3 separate regions of the Mus musculus genome follow, and regions 1 and 2 are each linked to region 3. A link is a contact called in public Hi-C data. All regions are on one chromosome and are shown on one strand. Each heading gives the region's core, a stretch centred on a gene start, on an enhancer-like site or on the middle of the called end of the contact. The rest is flanking DNA. Distances are from core to core; before and after follow the strand shown. Region 1 overlaps Gm39602 (a long non-coding RNA gene). Region 2 has its middle 19 kb from the start of Gm39602. Region 3 has its middle 270 kb from the start of Gm39601.

Region 1 (3,841 bases), core at 1,319-3,818, 390 kb before region 3:
AGGAATACTGTGTCTGTGTGATTCTCCAGCCATTCCTTGGAGCTGTGTATATATGTTTCATTTTCTAATAGGCAAGGCTGAATTGGGTTTCATTGTTAATAGATGGTAAATTGTTTCTAAAAACAGCCTCATCCTTGCTTTGAAAGTAAGCCTGAGTTCAGAGGGCTCTGGCTTTAAGGGTGACCCTCATTTCCCTGGGAAAATCACACCACACTTCTATGTTTTGCAATATATTATGCACTTTCTGGATTTTTTTGGGAGACTCATCTGAACTTCAGCTATGTTAAAACTTGCAATTGAAGGCTAACACACAGGAAAAGTAGCCTCTTTTGTACTCGCGCAGTGACTTTTAATAAACACAGAAGAACACAGCAACAAGAAATACAGACGGGCACCCAGGGGCCCTTCCTTGTCCTCCGCTTGAGCACAGAGAAGTTTACATTTTCTGTTTATAATTTATTTGAGTGTTCTCTGTATTAGAACTATTCCTTTTTGTCCACTGTCTGACTCACTCCGTGCAGATGGAGAGGGAGAAAGCTTGTCTGACCACTGGGAAACAAGAAACAGTGCCTGTAAAGTCCTGAGTGTGGCCTGAGACCCATGTCGGCTCTGCAGAGTCACCAGGCTCTGGTTAACATGGGACCCATTTGTATACACCACCTACTCAAATCTCAAATCACATTCCCTTTCTTACTTCTCACAATAAAAACCTGCTTTTATGGGCTGGAGAGATGGTTCAGCAGTTAAAAGCATTGTCTGCTCTTCCCAAGGACCCAGATTAGATTCCCAGGAGCCACGTGGTGGCTCAGGATTGTATGTAACTCTAGTTCCAGAAAATCCGATGTCTTTTGCCTCTGTGGGCACCAGTGTGAAAGTGGAACACAGATATACATGCAGACGAAACACCCATACACATAAAAGATTAAAGATATCTGCCTTTAGAACATTAGCTTGTGGCACGTGTCTCTCTAGTTCTTACTCTGGTTCTGTGAGCCATGTGGACTCTCTGTGCACAGTTATGGACACACACATGCCTGGGTTTGTATGTGGAAGTCGGAGAACAACTTTCCAGAGTCAGTTTTTCCCAATTAACCATGTGGGTCCCAGGGGTCAAACTCAAGTCATCAGACTTGGTGGCAAGTCCTTTTACCTGCTAAGCCATTTCACTGGCCCCTTATGGCAAAATACTGACTCAGAGGTGTTTAGGAGTGAACAGATAGCCCTCCCAGCCCTCCTGTCTTTCTGAAGGAATCTGTCCCAAGCCCTAGGTCTGCAGGCTTTTTCCTCCTCTCAGAAGTAGTTCAATTTCTCTCTTCAGAAGCCCTTCATCTCCCAGAACAGCTTTCATTACAGCAACATAAATAAAAAGTGACATAAAATTATATAGCCTTGTGTAAAGTAGTTTAAGGAAAATGTCTTTTACGGCAGCTTTTATGATTTCACCAATTAGTTATTAGACTTTCTCCATTTTTAATTTGCCATCCTCCAAGTGCATTTTCAACGTTTCTCCCCTCTCTCCTCTGAGTAGTGGTGTGAGGGCTGACGGGCCCCAGTGTAGGCTGGCTTTCTTGATGCATAGAGGCATTCCATTACAGCATGTTGCTAGATGCGGACAAAGCAAGGCCTGGGGGAGGGAAGCTGGTGCCCAGTTACTTTTAAGTGAAGAGTGTTGGTCTTGTGGCAAGCACTGCCCTGGGCCACCACTAAAGGTAGTAGCAGATAGACCACAGGGTCGCACGGCAGTGGCTGGACCTTAAGCTGATAAATCCTGAGTTTTTAGTGACTTTCCAAACATTCCCAGGAAGTGTGAATTGCAGAGATTTACTCCTGCCAAAATTTAATCGTGCAGAAAAAGTAAAATTTAGATCAGCGTATAGATTATTTTTAATGCGATTGCTCGACAGAAAAGGGCGAGGAAGGCAGAGTGGAGTCCTTAGAACGGGCGAGTCTAGACCATTGCAATTTGATTCATTTAGGGGAATTGTGTTCGGTTTGAGGCTTTGGCTTGGGCGAGGCTGTTCCTTCTGGGAGTGCATGATGTCATTGTGTCAAGCATGTCACAGCCAAGGCATTCTGGTATTTATGTTGGCCTCAGATCTAGCTCAGAGGACATGGCAGCCTCAATTTATTGCTACTTTAACTTTGTTTAGTCATGGAGAGGTTTTATTTATGTTGGTAAATTTCAAACAGTGGCCAACAGTGACCACACAATGAAAGGGCCTGCAAGATCCATCATCGGTAAATCACCTTGTTGCTGAGTTTCTTTAATTAAGGAAAAACTCTGTGTGTTGATCCCTGTGGTTGCTGGAAGGAACGTGGGGCGGGGAATTGCTTTGATTAATCCATCTATCAGCCTTGGAGGGTGAGTCTCCTGTTTCTGATTGTAGCTGGGCAAAGACCTAAATAAAAATTTATCTTGTCAAAACCTATGGTCTAACTGAAAGCAAATAAAAAAGTTTTATGACAGCCACATAAAGTTAAATAAATAGCTGGGAGGTGCACCGTGTCCTGCGGATGCTTCTCAGCAAAGCATGTGGCTGTTTCTGAGGGTGAGCTCAGCGAACTGAGAAATCACCTTTAATGGTCCCCTCGGTACTGTAACCAGCAACTGCTCTCTTTGTCTAACGTTCTAGGCTTTAGTCCCTGATTAAAACCAAAGGCTCGGCCTTGACACTGGGTGCTGTTTGAGCTACTCAGGGTAGAAGGCACAGTGTGTGCTATTCCAAGAAAAAATGAAATAACCAAGTTCTAGAGGAACTTTATATACACAGTGTCCTTAGATCACTTTCACCCTCAAGACCTCCCCCCATCTTTCAAGTGTGCTTATAAAGGGAGAAAACCTTGTCTTTTGCAACTGTGTGGGACCTTTTTTATTGATCTCTGGAAGGTGGTAGTTTTCACAGTGTGGGGGAGGGGAGCAGCAGTGAACTTTTTTTTTTTTTTTAAATGAAATCAGAGACTGGGACTTCGCCTCTGGTTGGACTCAACTCTCAGATATAGTTTTCCCTGTTCTGTAATAGTCTGGAAGAATATGCTGGGACAGAGGGCCTTTCCCACCAAGTATAGACTTCTCTCTCAGCATGGGATCACAGTGGAATACATTTTATTGCTAGTTAAAAAATATTTTTGAGTCAAATGAAAGACAGCAGTTGATGCTGAAGAAGGCTGCTCTTGATACAAGCATGGACTTAGGGTGAGTTGCTTTCCTTTTTAGGTTATGGAGAGGCTGTTCTCCTGGTCACGCTGTAGGAGCCTCTAACAGTGAAGGGCGATCTCTTGGCCCTGGATGTATTTGGCAACCAGTCCCTGTCTGTTTGATAGAATTACACCATAAGCGTGGGCTCGAGGAGTCAGATATGTTGAAGGGCTTGGAGTTGTAGGCACCCGTGTAGACAGTGCCTGTGTTGACAGAGTGAGGCTACGTGTGGATGTCAGCTGACAAATACACTGGCTGTTGCTTTCTTGTTACTGCGTCCTGCCTTTATTAAGGGAGTATGGCTACTGAGTAAGTGACTCAGGCCAGTAGGCATGGTGGTGATGTGTAACTGGGAAGTCTGCTCTATCAGAGTCTAGTTAGGAGATCGTGGAAAAGCGTGATAGGGGTGGGAGTGAGGGTGTGGGTGGGGCACTCTCACTTAACTAACTGGGTCAGTGTCCCTGAGCTGGAGGCTTGAGTTCCTTTAGAGGCAGGTACAGGGCAACACAAAGACCTGCCTTGTCCGGAGGAGGATTCTCAACTTTTTAAAGATTTATTTTATTAAAAAAAGTGTTTGTGTGTGGTGTGGTGTGTGTGTGTGTGTGTGTGTGTGTGTCTGTAGGTACTTGAGGAGGCTAGGAGAAG
Region 2 (4,470 bases), core at 1,730-4,229, 410 kb before region 3:
CAGCTTGGGGATGCTCCAGAGTTTTCCTTTATTATTTTTGATAGCGTATTTTGTACCAGGGATGTGTATGGGCATTTGCAAAATGCTGAGGGAAAGCCAGCAAGTGCGATGGAGAGTCCTTTTATGCTTTTAAAGGTATATTCACATCCACTGAGTGTGATTCTGTGTAAAAGGAAGAGGTGCACAGAGCTCGGGATGAATTGAATGATATGATTTAGCTCTTTCCAAGTGGAAAAGAGGCCATGTGTGAGTGTGAGTGTGAGTGTGAGTGTGAGTGTGTGTGTGTGTGTGTGTGTGAGAGGGGGGGGGGGAGGAACTGAACAAGGAGAGAGTTGAGCCTTTCATCTGCACCAGTGTTGCATGCTGGACTGTTGATATCTTTCATTAACACCAAGGCACCATTATGCTGAAAGGGAAAGCGTACAGAATGTGAAACAAAACGTGTTGTCTGGAATAGAGATGTCTGTTGCTACAAAAATACTCAACTCTCATCACTGAACTTGGATAATAAATCGCTTTGCCTTTTGTATTTTGGTGTATTGAAACATTATCTTTTATGATCGTGGGTGTTGCTTCATTATTTAACGCACCCTTGTTATTGCAGGGAAGACAAGCTCACGTTTGATTTATAATGGGATGATTGTGCTCTGAGTTAAATGAAAGTTCAAAGGAAAATGAATCCTAAATAAGAATAATTGAAGAGATTCAAGGTTCATTTGAGTTTATATTCATCAAGGCAGTTGTCTCCAGAAACCTTCCTAGTTAAAGCAACTGGACAGATCATAACTTACAAACTTTGCCTTCCTAACACCACTTAATTCTATATATCATAATCAGAAACGGTAAGCCTCGGCAGTAATTTATACAAAACGTATTGTTACAGAGTTATAAATGTCATTAAGTGGTAGACTTATGTCTCAGTGTCATGCAAGTTGAAGCTTGGATTTAAAAGAATTACCCATAATGCAAGATTTCTATAAAAATATTCTTAGTGCTTTCTCCTCCAGGGCGGGCTCGTATTAAAGTTCAGCTTCATTTTACACCTGTTCTCTGCTCTGGGAAGTGCAACCTTTATTTCTCCCTCCTGTTTTTAAAGTCACCTTCTTAGTTCTGGTAGAACATAACTCAAACAACTGGAAACGTTAGGGATGAATTTACAGTCCCTCTGGCTGCTCTCTATCTGGGACAGGAAGGAGCGGGAAGCTGGAGGTAACTTTTCCTGCCATCAAGGGACATCTAGAGAGAAAAGGCGATTAATCGTAAGGTGCCAACTAGTTTTGATTATTCAGGGGCCTGTGGTGGAATCTGTGGATTGTTCAGGCCTCTGGTTTGCCAGTCTGATAGTTCACCCCTCAGTGGCCAGTGGGGCCTGCTATGATGAGTCTCTAATGGTGGCAAAGGAACCATCCTGTTTAGGCCACCTACATTGTGCAAAAATAGGGAAGAATACTTATTTATATGCATATGATCTTTATATATACTTATATCAAGGTAATCTATATATCTATATATCATCTCTATCATGTCATTTACAACCGCTCTACCTATTCCTATATATACACCATCAGTATCTATATTATCTATACCTATACCTCTTTAGCCTTTACAACAACACACCTAGGAGGGAAGTGGTATGTTAATGTGTTAAAATAAAATGGCAAAAGCTTAGTCCAATGAATTAATCTCTTAAACTTTTTATTGTGTGTATTCTGCATGTCCCTCCCTGAGATAAGCTGGCAGGGATGGGGGTGGGTGGGGGTGAGGGAGGAGAGCTGTGCTGTGGTCCCCGCCCTCACTGAACAGGGAGGAAATCAAACATCTTACTTCGTAACCAGACTATAAAATTATGAGAGGTGTTTATATGTGTTCTGAACAAAAACTGTAAGGGATTATGAAGTTCAAGACACATAAGGAAGGAACATGCCCCTTTCTGCGGGGTCCTCTGAGGGGCCTGTTTGGAGGATCTAACCTCTGAGCAGGCAGTTAAAGGACAGAAAACTTGCTGAAGGTTATAGAGATAATCAGGCAGAATTGAGATTCAAACTCAGGCCCGCCAGAGCCTATTCAGGTTCTATTCGAGTTGTCCCACTATACACATTTGAAACAACACTGAATCCAACCTTGGACTCTCTGCCACTTGCTACGATCTCCCCTGGGGTTATGGACTGAGAGCGGGTGTGAATTGGTGGCGGTGAGCCTGCAGCTTCCCTGTGGTGTGCACATCCCTCCTATTTTCTTCAAGGTTCTGTCTGGACTGCACTGGGGCACTGGCTGTATGGTGTCCACCGTTTCTTCTAATTGGGGAAGAAGCCAATTCCAAATACCTGGGAGAAGTTAAGTAAGGAGCTGAGGCCAGAGCTCAGAAACCTCTCCTACCTAGCCCTGTCCAGCCTCCCTCTCACCACTCTGCTCTGCTCCGTGCTGCCTGCTTCAGTCTAATGCTGTCTTGGAGAATGGCAGTCTGCCCTCAGAACTCCCTGACCTACACAGGGAGCCTTGGGAGGGTTGTTGGACTCCGCCCAGAACATTCCCATGTGTTTCCACCCGGTTGCTGTGCTCTTGGTGAGGTACCCTGCTGGACATGGCCACCCAGAGCTGAAATTTCAGCCAGGCACAGGGATGGGGATGGCCTAGTGTAGAAGCAGAAGCAAGAGATGTGTTGTTTCCCCCCTCTGTCTGCTGGTAGAAGGGCAGGGATTAGAGGTGTTGATGACTCTTTAAAAGTTCCACTGTACCCACTCCAAACCCCAGCCTGAGTGCAAAGGAAACTGCTTTCTTCTGCCTGAATTTTTGCCATCAAGCAGCGTTGCCTCTGCCTCAGTGCTCTCGATGAAATGCAGACCTTCTGGGGAGAAGGCGAGCTACAAAGTGCCGGCCACCTTGGCGTGAAGGAGGTTATTGTATCTTAAGTAGAGGAAAATAGGGATAGCAGCTTCCTTTGGTTCCAATTCTTCAGCATCCCCTTTGCAAAAAGCAACAGTACGTTATAGACACTAGGGGGCGCAAGTAGGCCAACAATGGCGCCTGTTACTTTTTACAGCTCTGAGAAACAAAGTTGGCATTATCGCTGTTTTCTTTTTCTTAAGAATCGGAGTTCTCTGAGATGGTATGAGTGAAAGCATTGGCTGCTTTGCTTCCCAGGACGTCCGTAGCCCTCAGAAAATGCAATGAAGAAATATTCAGAATGAAACATGGAAAGCGGATGGATACCCAAGAGATTTCATCAACGGTCTTCGGCACTGCTCTTGGCTGTTTTTAGTATGACAGTTTGTTAAACGTTTCTGAGAGCTAAAGTTCAAATGGGAACAGTGGAAAGGAACTGATTTGTCAAAATGCCTAGCAGTGCCCCTAATGTCACCAAAGTGGGGATGCAAATGTGCATATTTCTGAGTATAGAGAGTAAGCCCACTTGAAGAAAGGAGAAAAAGAAGTCTCCCTCACAGCCAAACACATATCTTACGTACCGTTCAGATGGCTGTTCTTACTGAATAAATCTTACTTAGCAACCTTCCACCAGAGCAAATAATAAATCACTCCCCAAAGCTCCAGGCATCGGGTTCTATCTGGGCAGTAAAACTCTGCAAATGCCCTGACAGCGTTTTGTGAAATCATAATTGCTTAGGGAAAGTGATTCTGGATATCTTAAAACGTACAGAATTAAAGCGAAGCTGTTCCTTTGAGGAAAATTACCCTAATGCTGCGTGCAGTATTCTTTATGTGAATCCTAGATTATAATCCACAGATCCCCATCGTTTCTGGGAAGAGTATATAACCATGCCTAGGTTTTATAGTCACTCCTGTGACCATCGGGGCAGAGGTGCTTCGTTATTTGTATAGTTAGTTTTAAGTGTGTTTATTTATCAGCATTCTCTGGAGAGCCACACCTCAAAACATGTAGTATCTAGCTATCCTTAAAGAAGGGCTGAGTTCTGGGCCCCCAGTTCATGTGTTAAAGTCTTAACATCTCCCCCTGTACCTCAGAATGTGCTTGCTCTCCATGGCTTGATCAGCTTGTTTTCTTATGGCACCCAGGATCACCAGCCAGGGGAGGCACCACCCACAATAGACCGGGCCCATTCTCATCAGTCACTAATAAAGAAAACACCCTACAGATTTGCCTACAGGCCAATCTTATGGAAGCATTTTCTCAGTTGGAGTCTTTCTTCTCAAATGACTCTAGCTTGTGTCAAGGTGACATAAAACTAGCCAGTACGGGACAGGTCATTAGGATGGCCTTGGGTCCAAAGGGAATGGTGTCTTTATAAGAGGAAAATACCAGTCAGACATAGTGGGACTCTGTGAGGACACAGAGGGAGGTAGTGTTGTCTACAAAGGGAGTTCCAGGATACGCAGAGAAACCCTGTCTCGGAAAACAAAACAGAACAAGGCATGCTTCCGCATACTGAAGCAGAGCTCAGAGTTTGGACCATTTTAAGATGAGTAACTTTTTCTTGGTTATTCAAGGCAGGG
Region 3 (3,826 bases), core at 495-2,994:
AGGCAGCCTTTGAGTTGATTGGAGACATTTGATAATGTCGAGTGTTTTCCTTCCTGGGTTTCTAGTTTCCAACAGAAGATTGAGCTGACTTCCCTGAGGTTTTGGTTTTCCTTCTGTCTGTATCCAAAGACAGCAGCAACACTTCCACCAGCAGCATGACCGAAAGAGAGTGTCTGCAGTACTCTGAGCTGGTCCTGGGTCTCTGTACTGCTTCCTTCTCTCTGAGAGAGCAAGCTGAACACAGCAACACTGGTGCATCCATCATTTTGAACAAAGAAAGATCAATTTATTTAAGCAATTACCCTGCTTTGCATATAACTGGTTGATCTCAGCTATTCTTCCCCCAAGATTTGTGAGTGTGTGTGTGTGTGTGTGTGTGTGTGTGTGTGTGTGTGTGTGTGAAAAAGAAAGGGGAGGGGCTTATGAAACATGGCCAAATCAGCTTCTGGGACAAGGTATAGCACTCAAAACAGAGAATTGTGAGGATTTTTTTTGGCTTGTGACTGTTCTTTCCCTCTGTTTGCAACACTCTCTTACTTTGTTAGAGCCGCTGAAGGAAAGGAAAGGGTACTGGTGGGGCGCGATCCTACTTGTACAAATATACACCAGGCCTGACACTTGCCCTCTTCCACAAAGTCCATAAAAACCAGGTCTTATAAAACCCTCTGAACTAGTTCCTATTCCTCCCCAGAGATGCTGAAAAGAAAGGGTCACATCTACAGGTTGGGACGAGGACAAGGATGCAGGGATATGAACAATGGCATCTTCTTGCTATGCAATAGCTGGAGGGAAAGAGTGGAGGGGCTAAGTGACAGCAGGATCTGGCACCACTGACCTTAAGAAATACAGCATTTGAACCAACAAAAGGAGAACACAATGGACTTCCATCTGGGGGTCACTGGGCCCTCCATGCTGACCTAAGGAAAGGTTGACCTCAGCAGCCTAAATGGCAACATTCTGAACGCATGGAGTCTGTTTGTGAAGTCCTTGAATTTTTGGGCTAAGGTTGGTGTGCTTGGCAAGGCTAGGCTTTCCCTTCCCTGCCTTTGTCCTAAGAGTGTCTTGCTATTCCTGGTTTCTATGCCCACTGCTCGGTGCCTGGCATGTGTGTGAATGTTTTTAATTGGATTCTCTAAAATGCATTTCTGACACTGATTTGGTTACATTATATCCTATTCTGTTATCAAACAAATTTGCTGTCAAACAAAAGATCAATGTTATTGTAATGTCCTACTTGATGGATTAAATAGGGTATTATTCAACTCTTATTAAACAATCAAGAGAAACACACTGGGACCGGCTTTCATTCACAGCTGCTAACACGGAGCCGATCTGATCCGTGATTAGGAGACGGAAGGAGCAGTTATTTTCAGATTAATTAAACAAACAAGTAGGATTTAGGGACCAAGATTTTTTAAAGCCAGAATGATTCTTTGAAACATGTTTGGAGAAGGACATAATTTACTTTAATTACACGAGTGAACACTTAAGAATATAAAATCTTTCAGTGACGCATTCTGGATTAATTGCACAGAGCTATCGCCGCACCATAAACAAAGCCCTTCCAGGGATCAACCTTTCAGGGAAGCTTTTTTCCCCCCTGTGAGTAAATGTCCATTTAGAGAGCTTTTCTAAATTTAGAAGCAATGCTCATCAATCATTTATAATAAGCACCAAATAACTGCACTTGCTTGCCAGAGATGCAGCCCCTCCCCTGGCGCAGAGTGGTCCCCGTAGAATATGATGCTGCTAGACCGGCACCTACTCCATTACCAAGGTCTAACCTCTCTGTTTCTTTGACTTTACTCTTCAGATGCCCAGAGAAAGCAAATATTAAGTCAGGGGAAATCTCCCTTTTATCTTAGCTGGGCTGGCTCTATATTATCTGTAGCCTTTCCTTCTATGCACACCCCCATCGCAAGCCTTTCCATCTAGTCGGCCACATTCCGGCTCCTTCTGTCTGATGCTGCTTCCGCTAATGGCTGGAGAAAGGGAACATTACACCATTTAACGTGTGTGGGTCACATTAATCACAGAAAATTCTTTTAATGTCTCAGAAGTAACTGTCAAGCTGGACATACTGAATCTATTTAAACTAAAGCCTGCCATTTTTTATCTACAGTGATCTTTAATTCCCATAAAAGGGTCAAGAAAATGTGATTAAGTGACAGTTTTAAAATGTACTATAATATTAAATAGCTTGATTAAGTGACAACTATAAAATGTAATACAATATTAAGTATCTGGCTATGTCCCAAAAGAACTTTAAAGTATTTTTGAACGGTTTGGGAATTCACTAACCCATAATGGGTTACTAAAGAATTTTTTGTGGGGGGTGGGAGATGGACATAAAAGCAGCCAAACTTAAAACAAACTCAAAACAAGACAGAGCAAGAAAACAAACAAAGACAAACTAAAACTCTCCCAGCACTCCCAAGTGATACAGAGTCCAGGTCTCACAGTTGCCTTCTGTAACATGGTTTTTGTTTCTGAACCTGGTGCAGTGCTTGACTGAAGGTATAATGTCTGTAACGCAGAGAATAGAATCAAAGGAGTCCTGGAAGGGAGGCGGCAGACTGGGCGTGGTCTCTCAGGAGTTGACCATCACCTAGCAGGTGCCTGGCTTGCCCTTTGTGTTGTACCTCAGCTTCTTTGGGGGACACTGTGAATGAAATACCAGCATGGTGGGGGATCGAGGGCTTCAGCTAACCAGTTTTCTTCAGGAGAGTAAACCATGGAAACACTACATCAGAGGGAGCCTCTGTGAATGTAAAGATTTGGATGCAGTAGTCTGGAGGCCTGACTGGAAGGGCTGTGAAAGGAAGGCGATATGACTGTGTAAAGCTATGAACACATAGTCTAAGTGCTCAGGTCAATGGCTCAAAACCTCGAGGTTATTGAGCAGGCCATAGAGTGACTCTTTCTTTCCTTCATTTGGTTCTTCCATAGCCTAGGTTCCCTTAGAAAATTAAAGTGAAGCGTTTCCTGCTATTACCCTATTTGGAGATGTGATCTTATGGAGTGAGAGGGAAGAAAGGGAGGGAAAATCAGGGAAAGCAAGAGGCTGTTATGGAGAGATCCTTATATCATAGGCTGCCATTGAATCTGAATGCAGGCTTGCCTTTCCAAGAATGTCCTCAGGAAGTCAAGTCCTGTGTAAGTGGACCAGAAAGGAGACTGTATGTATGTATATATATGTATATATGTATGTGTATATATTATATATGTATATGTATGTATACATATATATAAAGTCATGTAAATTATTATATGTACATATACATATTGATATACAAATACATGTACAAATGATCATGTACACATATATGTATGTATATATGTATGTAGATTTTGTGTATATATACATATATACATATATATATTCATATTTATAATCATTTCCTTGCATGGTTTTTCCCTGGACAATGCACAGAAAACACCTGTTTGACCCTGTTTAACCCAGGATGGCAGACCAAAGAGACAACTGCATATAGGTCCAACTTGATGTGTCAATGTATTGACTGGGGTTACTGATGGGAGCACAAAGAGGGTTTGCTTACAGTAGCATCCAGGCAGATGCATCTCTGGAGTCCCATCTCTCTCAACCTTCCACCTCCTATTAGGATTGTGTACAGCTGGAGAGGGTACAGGGCACAGGGCACGGTGGCTGAGGTCATCACAAGGCTCTCTGATGAGCCCATGTGCAGCTTTCCTTCTGTGGCACAGTACCTGAGAAGAAAACAACTTAAGGGAGGAAGAGTTCAGTTCAGCTGGAGCTTGAGGGATTCGGTCCATCACGGTGAGGGAGTCACAGAGGCAGGAACAT

What was found. Hi-C and Micro-C count contacts between places; a contact is called where the count stands out from the background.
Region 1: a contact with region 3 is called in a Hi-C map of uterus, with 7 times the contacts expected there. The contact joins two enhancer-like sites. A contact is called at or near these places in 1 of 39 promoter capture datasets (embryonic stem cells) and 5 of 484 Hi-C or Micro-C datasets (nephron progenitors and uterus).
Region 2: a contact with region 3 is called in a Hi-C map of uterus. The contact joins two enhancer-like sites. A contact is called at or near these places in 2 of 39 promoter capture datasets (embryonic stem cells and stem cell-derived epiblast-like cells), 6 of 484 Hi-C or Micro-C datasets (nephron progenitors, neural progenitor cells and uterus), 1 of 115 datasets of contacts at active chromatin or transcription factors (craniofacial prominence) and 3 of 9 other capture datasets (embryonic stem cells, embryonic tail and embryonic trunk).

Annotation. Positions count from the first base shown.
Region 1 is chr11:19,735,803-19,739,643 of GRCm38.p6, reverse strand. The region is part of intron 1 of Gm39602 (a long non-coding RNA gene); the gene reads left to right. Among named protein-coding and RNA genes, the nearest start is that of Gm39602, 5.0 kb to the left of the region's middle. Within about 2 kb of position 2,568, at least 35 of the 459 cell types and tissues checked have an H3K27ac peak or open chromatin away from gene starts, as enhancers often do. A contact at or near this core is called in uterus, where this site is marked.
Region 2 is chr11:19,759,785-19,764,254 of GRCm38.p6, reverse strand. No RefSeq gene overlaps it. Among named protein-coding and RNA genes, the nearest start is that of Gm39602, 19 kb to the right of the region's middle. Within about 2 kb of position 2,979, at least 34 of the 459 cell types and tissues checked have an H3K27ac peak or open chromatin away from gene starts, as enhancers often do. A contact at or near this core is called in uterus, where this site is marked.
Region 3 is chr11:19,348,844-19,352,669 of GRCm38.p6, reverse strand. It overlaps the pseudogene Gm12026. Among named protein-coding and RNA genes, the nearest start is that of Gm39601, 270 kb to the left of the region's middle. Within about 2 kb of position 1,744, at least 16 of the 459 cell types and tissues checked have an H3K27ac peak or open chromatin away from gene starts, as enhancers often do. A contact at or near this core is called in uterus, where this site is marked.